3 separate regions of the Mus musculus genome follow, and regions 1 and 2 are each linked to region 3. Evidence: chromatin contacts called from public HiChIP or PLAC-seq data. All regions are on one chromosome and are shown on one strand. Each heading gives the region's core, a stretch centred on a gene start, on an enhancer-like site or on the middle of the called end of the contact. The rest is flanking DNA. Distances are from core to core; before and after follow the strand shown.

Region 1 (3,770 bases), core at 21-2,520, 97 kb before region 3:
CAGATAGGGATCAGACCCACAAAACACAAGAGATGGGAAGCAAAGAGAAAAGGCAAAAATAAACACTGCAGAAACTGGGTTCAGAGGAAGCACCACACAGCACTGTATTGCACCGCACACAGAACAACACAGCACAGCACCACACTGCATCACACCTCGTCCCACCACACACAGCATAACACAGCACCACACTGCACATAGTAGCACATACAGCTCAGCACCGCACCGCACCGCACACAGAACAAAACAACACAACACAACACAACACAACACAACACAACACAGCACAGCACCACACTGTATCACACCTCGTCCCACCACACACAGCATAACACAGCTCTGCACTACACACAGTAACACACACAGCACCACACAGCACATACCTGATTTGCCCGTCCTCCATGTAGGTGGTTTTGTAAAAACCCACAAGGGAACCGTTCAGCCAGCCTTTAAACTCCATGGTCAGCCGATAGACACTGTCCCCACTGGTGGCCGCAAGGTCTTCTGCAGCCTGGATCACCACGTACTCCTGCTTCTTATACTCGAAGCACCGTCGAATTGGTACCTGCTCCCCAGAGGGCCTCCTTAGCTCCGGCAGCTTGGTGATCTTGGTCTCCCTGATGTGGAGCCATAGGTCACGAGTGGGTTTGCTCAAGTTGACAGAGATGGTCACTATTCCCGTGTACCTGTCTTCCTCCATCAGGGCCTTCACCTCCAGGTCGTAGTGAACTGGATTGATGAAGTCAGGCAGCCTGAAGTTTTTCCATTCTCCGCTTTCATCTTCACTGTCAGGGCAGACATTCTGGTCCTGAGGAGGGAGGGCAGTGCTGGCTTCCGGAGGAGGTTGGGAAGGAGCTGGGGTTGTGTCCTGCTCACACGACCTGGTCAAACCCACAGAAAGTCCCACTATTAATCCAACTGCCACCACTACTCCACAGATGATGGCCACGTGTTTGCCTTTAATGCAGTATTTCTTGGAGGGCTCTTCCTCTGCAAAGTTCATTTTCTCCCCCGAAGTCAGATGTTACACATGAAAGGATGTTAAATTTAACTAACTTTCCTTGTCAGCTGACTTCCCTTTTCAATTGGAAGGCGTCCGATCCCTGGCAGCTTGGCTTCGCTTTCCCACACCTCTCCCTCTTCCCGGTCCTGCTCGTCCCCACCGGCCACTCCAGGATGAATGCGGAGACCAAGGAGTAGGATGGAGACGCAGAAGAGAAGCTGACTTGAAGGAGGAGGACTGATGAGAATGTTGGCTCAGCGCTATATAAACAGCGTCTCCCCAGGCCTGCCCCTTCTGAACTGGAGCGAGTTAAATATAAAACAGGGCTTGAGCTTATCGGCCAATACAGCAAAGGGGTGGGGGTTGGGAGAGGTGGAGATGTTGCCAAACCTCTGTCAGCTTCAGAGAAATCACTTGGCAAAGAGGTGTGCTTACGATAGAAAACGCAACCTTTGCCATCAGATCTAGGGCTTCTTCTTGCTGTGTGAGCAGCCGGGCTCTCTCAGCCAAAGGGCTTCTTAAATTTCACTATTTTATTAGGTTGCTTGCCAAAGAAGCTAAGCGTGATTTTTTTGTTGTTTTTTTTTTTTTTTTCTCCTCCTCTTTTCCTTCAAATTATGTAAACATTCCATTTCTGCCCTCTGCGGAAATCATATCTTAGAGTTCGATACTTGGAGGAGTTTCTAAGTTTAAGGATCATTTAGTCAGTCAGTGACAGAGTTACAGGACCAGGTAGTCCAAGGCAGGTAGATGGAAGGCAGAAGGGGAAATGCGAAGCAACTGGCCAGGTCAGGAAAGCCGAAAAAGGGGAAGGAGAGTGAGGGGGGGAGGGGGAACTTTGGAAAGTCTGAGAGTTTGTCCCAAAACGAGAGTATGCTCTGCAAACTTAGGAATAGTATGTCAGCTTTGGAGCAGATAGCAGCTGTAATGGCTGGCCCTACCAGAGAGCCATTAGCAATGATGTCATTGGTAGGGAGTGAAGGTATGCATAGAGGATTACAACTTCTTATGAGTAGCCAAGTTGCAAACACTAGCCATTGCTGACAATGGCAATGCAAACGTAATGTAGCTATGGAGGTTTTGAGAATTATATATAGTATTTTCTATAAGGTACTTTATAGAAACTAGCATACAAATTTTTTCCCACAATCCCATGCAATTGATTCTATTTGGCTGCCTGTTATAGAGATGGTGAAGGACACGCAGCTGGCAGTAGCAGAATTGGTGTCTGAGTTGAAGGGCCATGTAGTTACTGCACTGCACAGATTTTCTTATATAAAGAGAAGGAATATTCAAGATTAAATGATTATTAAAGGCTTAGCATTTTCCAAAGAGCAATTCCCATGGTCTAGGTAAGATAACATTAAAATCTCTGTCTGGGGAGATGGCTTAGTAAGTTTGTGCCTTGCAGCAGGCACGAAGGCCTGAGTTTGGTTACTAGTACCCACATTAAAAAAAAAAAAACAAACAAACGAACAAACAAACAAGCCCAAGTATAATGGTATAAAACTCGGAATGCCAGTGTTGGAGAGGTGTAGGCAACGGGATCATTGAAGCTCACCAACTCCTCAGCCTAGCCCACTTGGCGAGTTAAGAGCAAAGCCAAGATGGTTGTCTGTCTGAGGAATGGCAGCCAAGTTTGTCCATCCTCTGCCTCCACACACATGTAAATGCACACACATACACATACATACCACACACTCACACACACACAATTAGAATCTTCTCTATTGACCTCTTTTTCTTTCTTTCCAAAGTCTTCAAATCCTGACACTGTGAGCTTCCAAGAGAGAACACACACTACAGAATAACTTCCCAGTTTAGTTCATCTGTCAGTTCACTCCCCACACCTGTCTTAATCTTCTGGGTATTTTTTTTTTTTTTGGTGAGTTCTCTATTCGAATTTACTTTTATGTATATGAGTGCTTTGCCTGCATGCATGTCTGTGCACCATGTGTGTGCATGATGCCCAAAGAACCAGAAGCTGGTGTCAGATCCCCTGAGACTTGAGTTACAGACAGTTGGTAACCGCCATGTAGGTGCCAGAAAATGAAGGGTCCTCTGGAAAAGCAGCCAGTGCTCCTAACTGCTGAGCCATGTCTCCAGCCCCTGGCAAGATGTATTTTTGAAGAACTTGTGTTCTTCCATGGAACACATTCTGAGAAATGCTTCTTTAAACCGTTCTAAATTTCAAACTAAACAAACACTAGAAAGAAAAGAAACCCTTTAATGTCGACATAGCCCACTGATCTCTAACATCTGTGAGATTTTTCTCATGAAACAGCACTGAGGCAAAAATGGAAAGAGTTCTGTCTTCTAAATTACAGGTCCATTTGCAGCTATTGATTTCATATTCTGAAATATCCTAAACTTTTCAAGATCTTGCTTGTTTTGTTTTTCCTTTAGTAAATCACCGTTAGCCCCTGAGTTCTCCCTCCTCCTTTTTACTGTAAAGATCATCTGAGATTCCACCAGATGTCTGATAAGCAAGCCTTTTGAGGTATGTCTCCATAAACAAAAGGCAAAAGAGATGTCAAATTTTCTTCAACATGTTAAAAAAGGAGGGAAAAACTATTTGAAAGAATATATGTATTATAAAGTCAAACTAGATTTTTTTTTTTAATTTCAGGCCAGCTGACATATGCATTTCTGTAACCTCTACCCTGCCTGGATGCATAGACATAGGAGGGCTTCATCTATTCTCTGACCTATCAGACGTCATAGACCTTGCTGGGGGGAGTGCTGCAGGAGGACTGAGAACGGCCAC
Region 2 (4,361 bases), core at 47-2,546, 100 kb after region 3:
TCTTCCCGCCTCAGCCTCCAGTGTCTTCCTGAGATGATCTGACTGCATGAAATGCCCTCGCCTCATTTTAGTTGGCTGGTAGGTGAGGAAATGAACATCTTAGAGGGTATTTTCTCTCTGGTCCTAATGTACATCTTTAAACTAATAGGTTCTTAGCTGGGCTGTGGTGGCCCGAACCTTAGTCCCAGAACTTGTGAGTGAGGCAGAGGCAGGCAGATCTCTGAGTCTGAGACCAGCCTGGTTTACAGAGCCAGTTCCAGGGCAACAAGGGCTACACAGAAAAATCATGTCTCGAAAAGCCAAAAGCACCTAAAAAACCCAAACCAAACAAACAAAAAAACCCAATCTTGAAAATCACAAACATTTAAAAAACAAACAAACAAACTAATAAGTGTTGATCAGTATCTTTTGTTGGATCTAAATATTATATTATTAGGTACCTTATTGTCTCTTACTTCCTTCTTCCTTTTAGGACTAGAAAATACCATCCTCCAGAAAAATAAGGAGTATTTGGGAATGGTTGCTGTGAGCTGGTAGCCCAGGGGGAGGATTAGCATTACATAAATCCCTCTCCTACATTAATCTTTTCTTCCTAATTTCACAAGAATAAGGCAGAACTAAAGTAAAGCAGATAGATAAAGTTTTGGTATTTAGATCAGTAGGCCTAATTCTGTATGCCAAATTCCCTTCCTTTGTTCATTAATATCCCCTCCTGGTAGCCAAACCCTCTACCTAACTTCTGCCTCCTAGTCAACCTTGACTTCCCAGGTCCTCATCCTCAGCATCCTGTCTGCACGTGGTCTTAGTTCCGAAGGCTACCTGGCCCTAAGGTCAAGGTAAATCCGCGCCCAAGCTGCCCGGTGGAGGTGGTCTCAGAGGGTGCTGCGGGATCGAGGTAGTGAGGAGACTAGATCGCAAGACGTGATCCTCACATTTATTTGCCTGGAGTTCTCATGCCAGAGAACCTGGCAGATTTTACTATTTCCCAATTGTTTACTCGCCAAGCTTTCAGGTCCACGCGCCTCAGGGCTGCGCCTCTCACTCTGAAACTTCATTCAAAGGCCAGGCAGGGAGGCCCAAGAGGTGGCGAATGGGCTTGAGTATGACCTCAAGGCCACTTCCTCCCTCTTGGCGCCCTTCCCTCCCCTCCCCCAGTCCACCAACCACCTTCTTGTAAACAAAACTATCCCCCAGGGCGATGGGAGGTCTTGCTCTTCTGCGCCCTCTCGCGCAAAGGGTTAATTTTCCCGATCGCACGAGGGGGAGGAGATTTCCCTGTAGACGAGTAAAAAGCGTGATGGACAAACGTGCGGGCACTAAGACCGCAAGGCATTCATTTCCTCCTACGGTGGATGCGGACGCTGGGAGGAGAGCCCCTGAGCTAGGAGCTGGGAGCAGAGGCGCAGGCAATGCTCAACCCTGGATGTAGCTGAGAGGCTGGGAGAGAGATCGGCCAGGAGACTGACGGCGGGGCAATACCTAGGGGGGTGGGAGGGGGAAGCAGACAGGAGAGCACTCAAAATAAAAGGCTCTTTACAGATTTTTTTATTTTGTATAGAGAACACGTAGCGACTCCGAAGATCAGCCCCAATGAACATGTCAGTGTTGACTTTACAAGAATATGAATTCGAAAAGCAGTTCAACGAGAACGAAGCCATCCAATGGATGCAGGAAAACTGGTAGGTGATGCTTTCGCGAGATACTATTCCCGGGAGTGCATTAATGTCGGTATTCCTGGTCTGAGCGTGAGCGGAGCGACGGATGGATTGCCGGCAGTAGCCAGCAGATCGCGGAGTTCCAGGGTCTCATGTCTGCAGGAGACTCTGAAGCTGCATGGAAGCGTGCGGTTTGGGGGGTGCTCTGTGTGAGCCGCGGCCACGCGGGCATCTTTGTGTAGATTATATAACATAGAACATATAATATGTGTACCTGTAATAATATACGGGAGACAGAGGCATGTTACAATCCAGCTATCCCACCTGTGTTGTCTCCCTGCTTTCGCTTAGATTTGGGGGTTCTGCTTGGCCTCCCGCAACTGGAGCGTGCAAGGCAGTGGAGGGAGGACCCGGTCTCCGCTCCCTTTAACCCTCTTCAGCCCGCCTCTCTCTGGTCCTTTCCCTCTCCCCATCCCTCGTGTCCTTCCTTTCTCCTTGTAGTTCTTCCACTTTACTGCCCTCCCTTGACTGCCGCCTCCAGCCGTAGATGCCCAGGGTCCAGGACCCCTTCCCCACTCAGATTACTTTCCGGTTTCATAAAGACATCGGGGAGGAGGGGACAATGAAAACTGCAATAAAAATGAATGAACCCGAGCAAGTGGAGCCACGCCATTATTAAGTTTCTGTGTAAAGGAAACGCCTTTTGGACACGCTTCTCCGCGTGGAGCAGCAGTTTAAGTACTGGAAGGCTCCTGCCAGGGCAGTCTCGGAGGTCTTTCCCCAGAACTTCGAATCCGGGAAAACATCTTGTTTACTGAGTTCCTCCGGTCAGTCTTCTGAAAAATCCCCGTGTGGGAGGCGATCCGGTGTCACCTTGCAGTATTTTAAGAAGGGAGCTCCCTCCTTCCCGTAGACCGTGCTGTGGTTGGAGATGTTTCCCTCCGGTTTAGTGCGAGCCCCCTCGATCTCCCCACCCCCACCCCACCCCCTCTGCGCCGCGGCCGGCCCTCGGGGGGCTTCCGGGCTCCGGGAGGTTCCGCTGCCGCGTGCGAGGGCGCTCGCGACCTGCCTTCCCTCCCTCCATTCATCAATGGGAAACCGGAGACGCCGGCGCTCCCGGGCTGGAGCGGGTGGTGGCAGCCGCCGGGGGTTCGCCTTCTCCAGCCCGATCCCGGGCTTGCTGCTCCCGCCCCTTCTCGCCCGCGGGGAGCGCGCCCACCCTTGGCCTTCAGCTTGCGAGCTGGGCCCTTGGGCGGTTTACGGCGGCGGCCGGGCGGAGCCGAGACTCCGGGGCGCGCGAGTTCGGGCCGCGGCATGGCGGCTGCCTGGAGGCCCTGAGCCCCAGAGCCAGCCTGGTGCGGTCGCCGGCGTGCTCCTGGACACCGAGGACGCGGGCCTGGGTCCCGAGCGCGATTACACCCCCGGGGAGTCTGGATCGCCCCGTAAGGGGGAGGCCATAGGGAGGCCCGAGCGCTGCAGGAAGCCCAGCCCCCTCGGGCTGGCGTTCGGGGGGTCCTAGCGGTGCACTTCCTCCCGTTAGGGGCTTGGGGGGGAGGGGGGGCTGTGACCCGAGCTCAACCTGCCAACCTAGGGCTCCGATCTTCTCTGAGACCATTTGTCACCGTCCCTTGCAGGGCTCTAGCCTGCCTTCCTGCCTTCCTCCTCCAGTAGCCCGCAGCTCGCGTCTCTAGCTTGCTGCATCCCGGTTGGGCCTGTCATTCCGGAGCAGGCATTCCTAGCCTCTGCAGGCGCATGGCACTCAGTCTGCCCTGCTGCTGCACCACCCTAGTGCATGCTGTTTGTTGCCCACCCCACCCCACCCCCTTTTCCTAAGGTACCCCAGGACCATTTCCCGCCTCTTTCTCCAGACACTCAGTTAAGTGACTTTCACTCTGTCAGAACTAGACAGGTCCTTGGTCCTCGTGGGACTGAAAATATCCCAAATCCATGAATTTCTTTTCCCTTGTTATTCTTTGGCCACTATTAACTCCTGAACAGTACTTATGTTCTTCCTGACAATGTATTTTCATTATCTTATTTTCCTTATTTCTTATTTTAAAGGTGGCTCCTAGCACATCGTGGGCTGATGTGATGAACCTTTTCTGGTCTTTTTTTTTTTTTTTTTCTGGTCTTGATTTTGCAAAGCATTTTGCAAAATCTTACTTTGTACAAGGCAGATGCTTACAAGGTCCAGCGATTAAAACGCTCATTTGACCGCCAACACAACCTGCTCATATCCGTGTCTGGATTCAGCATGCTTGGCTTGCGTTTTGAACGCTGTTCTAGTCACACTGTAGAATGGATGTTCTTCCCGTCTTTTGATCGTTGGCTTTATAGTTTTGGATAGCTTATTACAGTGGATAAGCTTATTACATCTCGTCCGTGCTGATCTTAGCCACTGTCCCTTTTCACTTCACGATTCTAGTTCTCTTGGAGCCTGATTTCAGAACTTTCCCACCCGCTCTCCGCAACCAAAATGTCTTGGTCGTAATGAAGGTTCTCTTCTCATGTCATTAGACAGGAATCCCATCATAAAGGCTTATATATACCCTCTTGCGAGGGGAGTTGAGGGGCTCCAGAACCATCAAGTCTCACCTTCACCTGTCCTTGTCACTTAGAATGGTTTGAAATAGCTTCTGGAAGAAATCAAGTATAGAAGCCTGTGTGCCCTGTCTTTTGAGAACCTATTTGTAACTGTTCTTTAAA
Region 3 (4,001 bases), core at 115-2,614:
ACTCACTGGCCAATCAGTCTACTTAGCAACTCCCAAACCAGTGAGATATGCTGTCTCAAAAAATAAAGTTGAACATTATCTCTAGCCTCCATCTGCATTTCACACATGTGCCCCCAGGTGTGAGCATACACAAAAAGGGAGGGGAAAGTAGGAAGGGGGGAGGGAGGGAGGGAGGGGTAGGGGGGAGGAAGGAAGGAGGGAGGGAGTGGGAGTGGGGAGGGAGTGGGAGGGGGGAGGGAGGGGGGAGGGAAGGGGGAGGGAGGGAGGGAGGGAGGGGGAGGGGGAGGGAGGGGCAGGGGGGAGGGAGGAAGGAGGGAGGGAGGGGGAGGGGGGAGGGAGGGAGGAAGAGAAGAGGAATGAGTCTAAGGTTTTCCAGAGAGGTATGGACAGCATGTCACTGGCACACACTGAAGAGAGTATATCACCACCAAACATGAGATAGCTCTGAGAACGCTGCGTCCATCATCTCCTGCAGCTGGGCTCACCTAACTGAAGCAGACATAATGAAACTGTGTTGAATACATGTTTCTCCTGTTGGGCTGAATAATTATTCATGCAATTACTTGTACATTTTCAGAGTGCTGGCCTGCTAGTTAGTCTCTCAGGGGATGGGATCTCAGAAATAAATAGATTCTGACACCATTAGCTTTCTCAGGAGCATGATGAACCCTGCAAATGGCTCTCTCAACCCAGAGGGCTTACAGGACACAGGCTCTTGCACCATGCTCTGGGCGACCTTTCTCTTTGGCCAGAGGCGTTCTGTCCATGCCTCCCTCGCATGCAGACGTGGAGCCCAGGCTGGCGTGATTACAGGAGCACTGCCAAGCTTCTGATTGAACTGGTTTCAATATTGATGCTGGGCCCAGCTTCTCTTTGCACTTCTGCCTTGCTTCAACAAAACAATCAGCTAGAGAAAATAAAGCTCTGAGACAATTCAGCCCAGTGTTGACATAGCCTATTTCAAACTCTCAGCGCTATTGTTTAAAATATGCCCTGTACAAACCAGTAAGCCTGTCTAAGTGGCTAAAATTGAAATTGTGACTCAGATGTCAGCAACTTGATGAGAAATACGTAAAGGATTTTGCTCCTCTGTCTCAGGAGTTCTGCTTTCTCAGAGGAGAAATTTAAAAAAAAAAAAAACATAAAAAAAAACAAAAAAACAACTTCCTATTGTGTAACACAGACAGTTTAACTATACAGTTAAATTCTTAAAATCATTGATTTCTATTGTACATCTTAATTTCTTTCTTTATTATTTATTTATTTTTTGTTTATTTTGTTGAGACAGGGTTTCTCTGTATAGCCTTGGCTGTCCTGAAACTCACTCTGTAGACCAAGCTGTCCTTGATCTCAAAGGCCACCTGCCTCCACCTCCTGAATGCCAAGATGAAAGGTGTGTGCCGCCACCTCCTGGCTGATTTCTTTCAGATTGTTTATAAATGAGCTCTTCATTAGAAAGAAAAGACAAAATGGTTACATAGAATCCACAGATTACACAATAACTAAGATTTAGTTAAAATTGATTTCCCTCCTTTAATTAAACATAGATTCTTTTCTCATATAACATAATATGAATACAGTTTCCCCTCTCCCCTCCCCTACCTTTCTTCCATCCTTAGAATGATTTTTTAAAGAAATGAATTCAGTAATTGAATTGAATATAAATACAGAATCAAAAGTAATAGGTCAGGAGTTGGGCATGGTGACTCACACCTGTAATCTTAGCAATTGGGAGGTAGGGTCAGGAAGAACAGAAGTTCACAGCCAATTTCAAGTATAGAGTTCAAGGCCAACCTGGACTATATGAAAGCTTGTTCAAAGACACACAGAGAGAGAAGGGGGGAGGGGAGGGGGAGGGGGAGAGGGAGAGGGATGGGGAGAGGGAGAGGGATGGGGAGAGGGAGGGGGAGGGGGAGGGGGAGGGGGAGAGGGAGAGGGAGAGGGAGAGGGAGAGGGAGAGGGAGAGGGAGAGGGAGAGGGAGAAATGGTTTATTACTTTATAAATCTTTGATGTGTGCCCTCCAGGTAACACGGCACACATCAATCCTACAGCCCATTAACCTCAGACCCTGTGTAATCTACTCATCATTTGAAGGATGGCTACACCCAAGTGTTCATTTCCTTGTGAGAATAAGGAAGAGGTGATTACAGTTTAGTTTTTTTACCCACGTGGTTGATAGTTCCTACTGTTTCTCTCTCTGGTTGCTTCAGGGGTATTTTGTATGCATCTCTCTAGCACTATCACAGTCTACTGTACACTTTGTACTGACAGATACAACCCTCTTAACCATATTCACTTGTTGCGCGTTGCTGTTTTGTAGGAACCAAATCGAACCCTGAAAGCATCTTTAAGAGGAACCACCTGTCTCAACATAAGAGGTAAAACAGACAAATGAGGAAATAGCAATCTAAACATGATTAAAAATATGGAAACAAACCTCAGGAGAACTCTAAGTAGGTACAGCTAGAGGAGATTGTCTCTCCCGCTTCCCCACAAATACAGCATTGAATGTGGAAAGTGAAGCACTCAGGCAGAAATTCCAGAAAATGTGTATAGAAAATGCTCAAGTGGGTTGGTACCCAGGGGATACTTCCCCCTTCTCGGAGGTGAAGGGGAGGGGCTGGGAGTAGGGGCAGCATGAGGGGGGCTGGGAGGAGAGGGGGTCTGCAATCAGGATGTAAAGTGAATAAATAACTAAACAAAGAAAATGCTCCATAAAGTTGGACATTATCACCCACAATGCCACTGTTTTTGGAGATGCTATCATTATGATCCTGTGCACAGCATTTATTATTTGAAAACATATAGGGCATTATGCTTACTTAATTTCCTTCATTTTAAGCAAATCAAGAAGCAAAGATATTGACCAGCTTGGAAGCCTTAGGCTGTAGGAGTGTGAGAAGATTTATATTCCTGACTCAATGTCTGTTCTCCCTGTCTGCTCAGGTTTTCTTTTTCTTCCTGCTTCCATTTTAGTAAGATACATTGGTCCCAAATTTGGCTCATTTCCTTGAGGTTATTGTGGTGGTTTGAATATGCTTGACCCAGGGAGTGGCGCTATTAAGAGGTGTTGCCTTGTTGGAGTAGGTGTGTCACTGTGTGTCACTGTGAGACTCTCCTCCTAGCTGCCTGGAAGACAGCAGTCTCCTCTTTTCCTCTCAGCTCCTTCAGGACCATGACTGCGTAGATGCTGCCATCTCCCCACCTTGTTGATGATGTACCGAACCTCTGAACCTGTAAGCCAGCCCCAATTAAATGTTGTTCTTTATAAAAGTTGCCTTGGTCAGAGTGGCTCTTCACAGCAATGGGAACTCTAACTAAAGCAGTTATCAATTTTGTTATGTGGCTGGCAGAAAATTTCTGAAGATCATCTGTGTTTCTAGGCCTCGTTTCTGATTTCTAATCCCCCCATCCTGTTATCTTCTGAACACACACACACACATCTTCCTTTCACTCCTTCTTATTGCCTAATTCTCATCTATTTATATAGTTTCCAAAGCTTTCCCTCATTATTGATTTCTACTTTCATTGGAATTATGACTGGAAAAGATATAGTTTAACTTAAAAAAAATTATTGGTCCATTTTTATGGCCTTCCATCCGATGGGAAATAGTCCATGTGCTATTCAGAATATCATCTGTTTTGCAGCTCCCAGATGAAATGGCCTGTGATATCTATTAGGTCTGTGTGGTCTAGGGCGAAATTTAATTCTGCTTTGTATTTTTTAGTTTTTATTTTTCATTCTGAATGATCTGTCCATTGCTGAAGATGGAGTTTTAAAGCCATCGATTATTTCTGTACAAGAATAAACTTCTTCCTTTACGTTTGTTAATATTTATTTTATATATGGAGGTACCTTGGTATGGGGAACACATTTAAAGCTAGTATTTCTTTTTGATTACACAGTGAAGTTCCTTGCTTCTCTTTATTAGGTTTGATTTTAAATCTGTTTTATCTGAGGAAATACGGGTGTCCCTGCTGTCATTAGATTTTACTGACA

Evidence for each region. HiChIP or PLAC-seq counts read pairs in DNA pulled down with a chosen protein or histone mark.
Region 1: an H3K4me3 HiChIP or PLAC-seq map of pro-B cells shows a contact between it and region 3, with 3 times the contacts expected there. The contact joins the promoter of Enpep here to the enhancer-like site in region 3. A contact is called at or near these places in 15 of 39 promoter capture datasets (the 3T3-L1 cell line, 3T3-L1-derived adipocytes, the C10 cell line and 8 more), 4 of 15 datasets of contacts at CTCF or cohesin (CD8 T cells, the NIH/3T3 cell line, large pre-B cells and 1 more), 3 of 484 Hi-C or Micro-C datasets (large pre-B cells, liver and pro-B cells), 6 of 115 datasets of contacts at active chromatin or transcription factors (the 230-238 cell line, embryonic stem cells, intestinal villus epithelium and 3 more) and 3 of 9 other capture datasets (adipose tissue, liver and pancreatic islet).
Region 2: an H3K4me3 HiChIP or PLAC-seq map of pro-B cells shows a contact between it and region 3, with 3 times the contacts expected there. The contact joins the promoter of Elovl6 here to the enhancer-like site in region 3. A contact is called at or near these places in 9 of 39 promoter capture datasets (the 3T3-L1 cell line, 3T3-L1-derived adipocytes, the C10 cell line and 4 more), 2 of 15 datasets of contacts at CTCF or cohesin (large pre-B cells and pro-B cells), 35 of 484 Hi-C or Micro-C datasets (B cells, the C10 cell line, the C2C12 cell line and 18 more), 14 of 115 datasets of contacts at active chromatin or transcription factors (the 230-238 cell line, the SCID.adh cell line, cardiomyocytes and 9 more) and 3 of 9 other capture datasets (adipose tissue, liver and pancreatic islet).

What each region holds. Positions count from the first base shown.
Region 1 is chr3:129,331,479-129,335,248 of GRCm38.p6, forward strand. Enpep (glutamyl aminopeptidase) reads right to left here and starts at 1,271. Exons shown (of 20, transcript NM_007934.3): 1 at 384-1,271. The coding sequence starts at 1,003.
Region 2 is chr3:129,531,090-129,535,450 of GRCm38.p6, forward strand. It overlaps Elovl6 (ELOVL family member 6, elongation of long chain fatty acids (yeast)), which reads left to right and starts at 1,297. Exons shown (of 5, transcript NM_130450.2): 1 at 1,297-1,406; 2 at 1,559-1,679. The coding sequence starts at 1,591. Gm35986 (predicted gene, 35986) reads right to left here and starts at 1,299. Exons shown (of 3, transcript NR_153368.1): 1 at 1,168-1,299; 2 at 1-75.
Region 3 is chr3:129,428,522-129,432,522 of GRCm38.p6, forward strand. Gm35787 (a long non-coding RNA gene) reads left to right here. Exons shown (of 5, transcript XR_376058.2): 3 at 2,026-2,141; 4 at 2,322-2,379; 5 at 3,164-3,277. Among named protein-coding and RNA genes, the nearest start is that of Gm35787, 7.4 kb to the left of the region's middle. Within about 2 kb of position 1,365, at least 33 of the 459 cell types and tissues checked have an H3K27ac peak or open chromatin away from gene starts, as enhancers often do. A contact at or near this core is called in adipose tissue, bone marrow-derived macrophages, embryonic fibroblasts and 4 more, where this site is marked.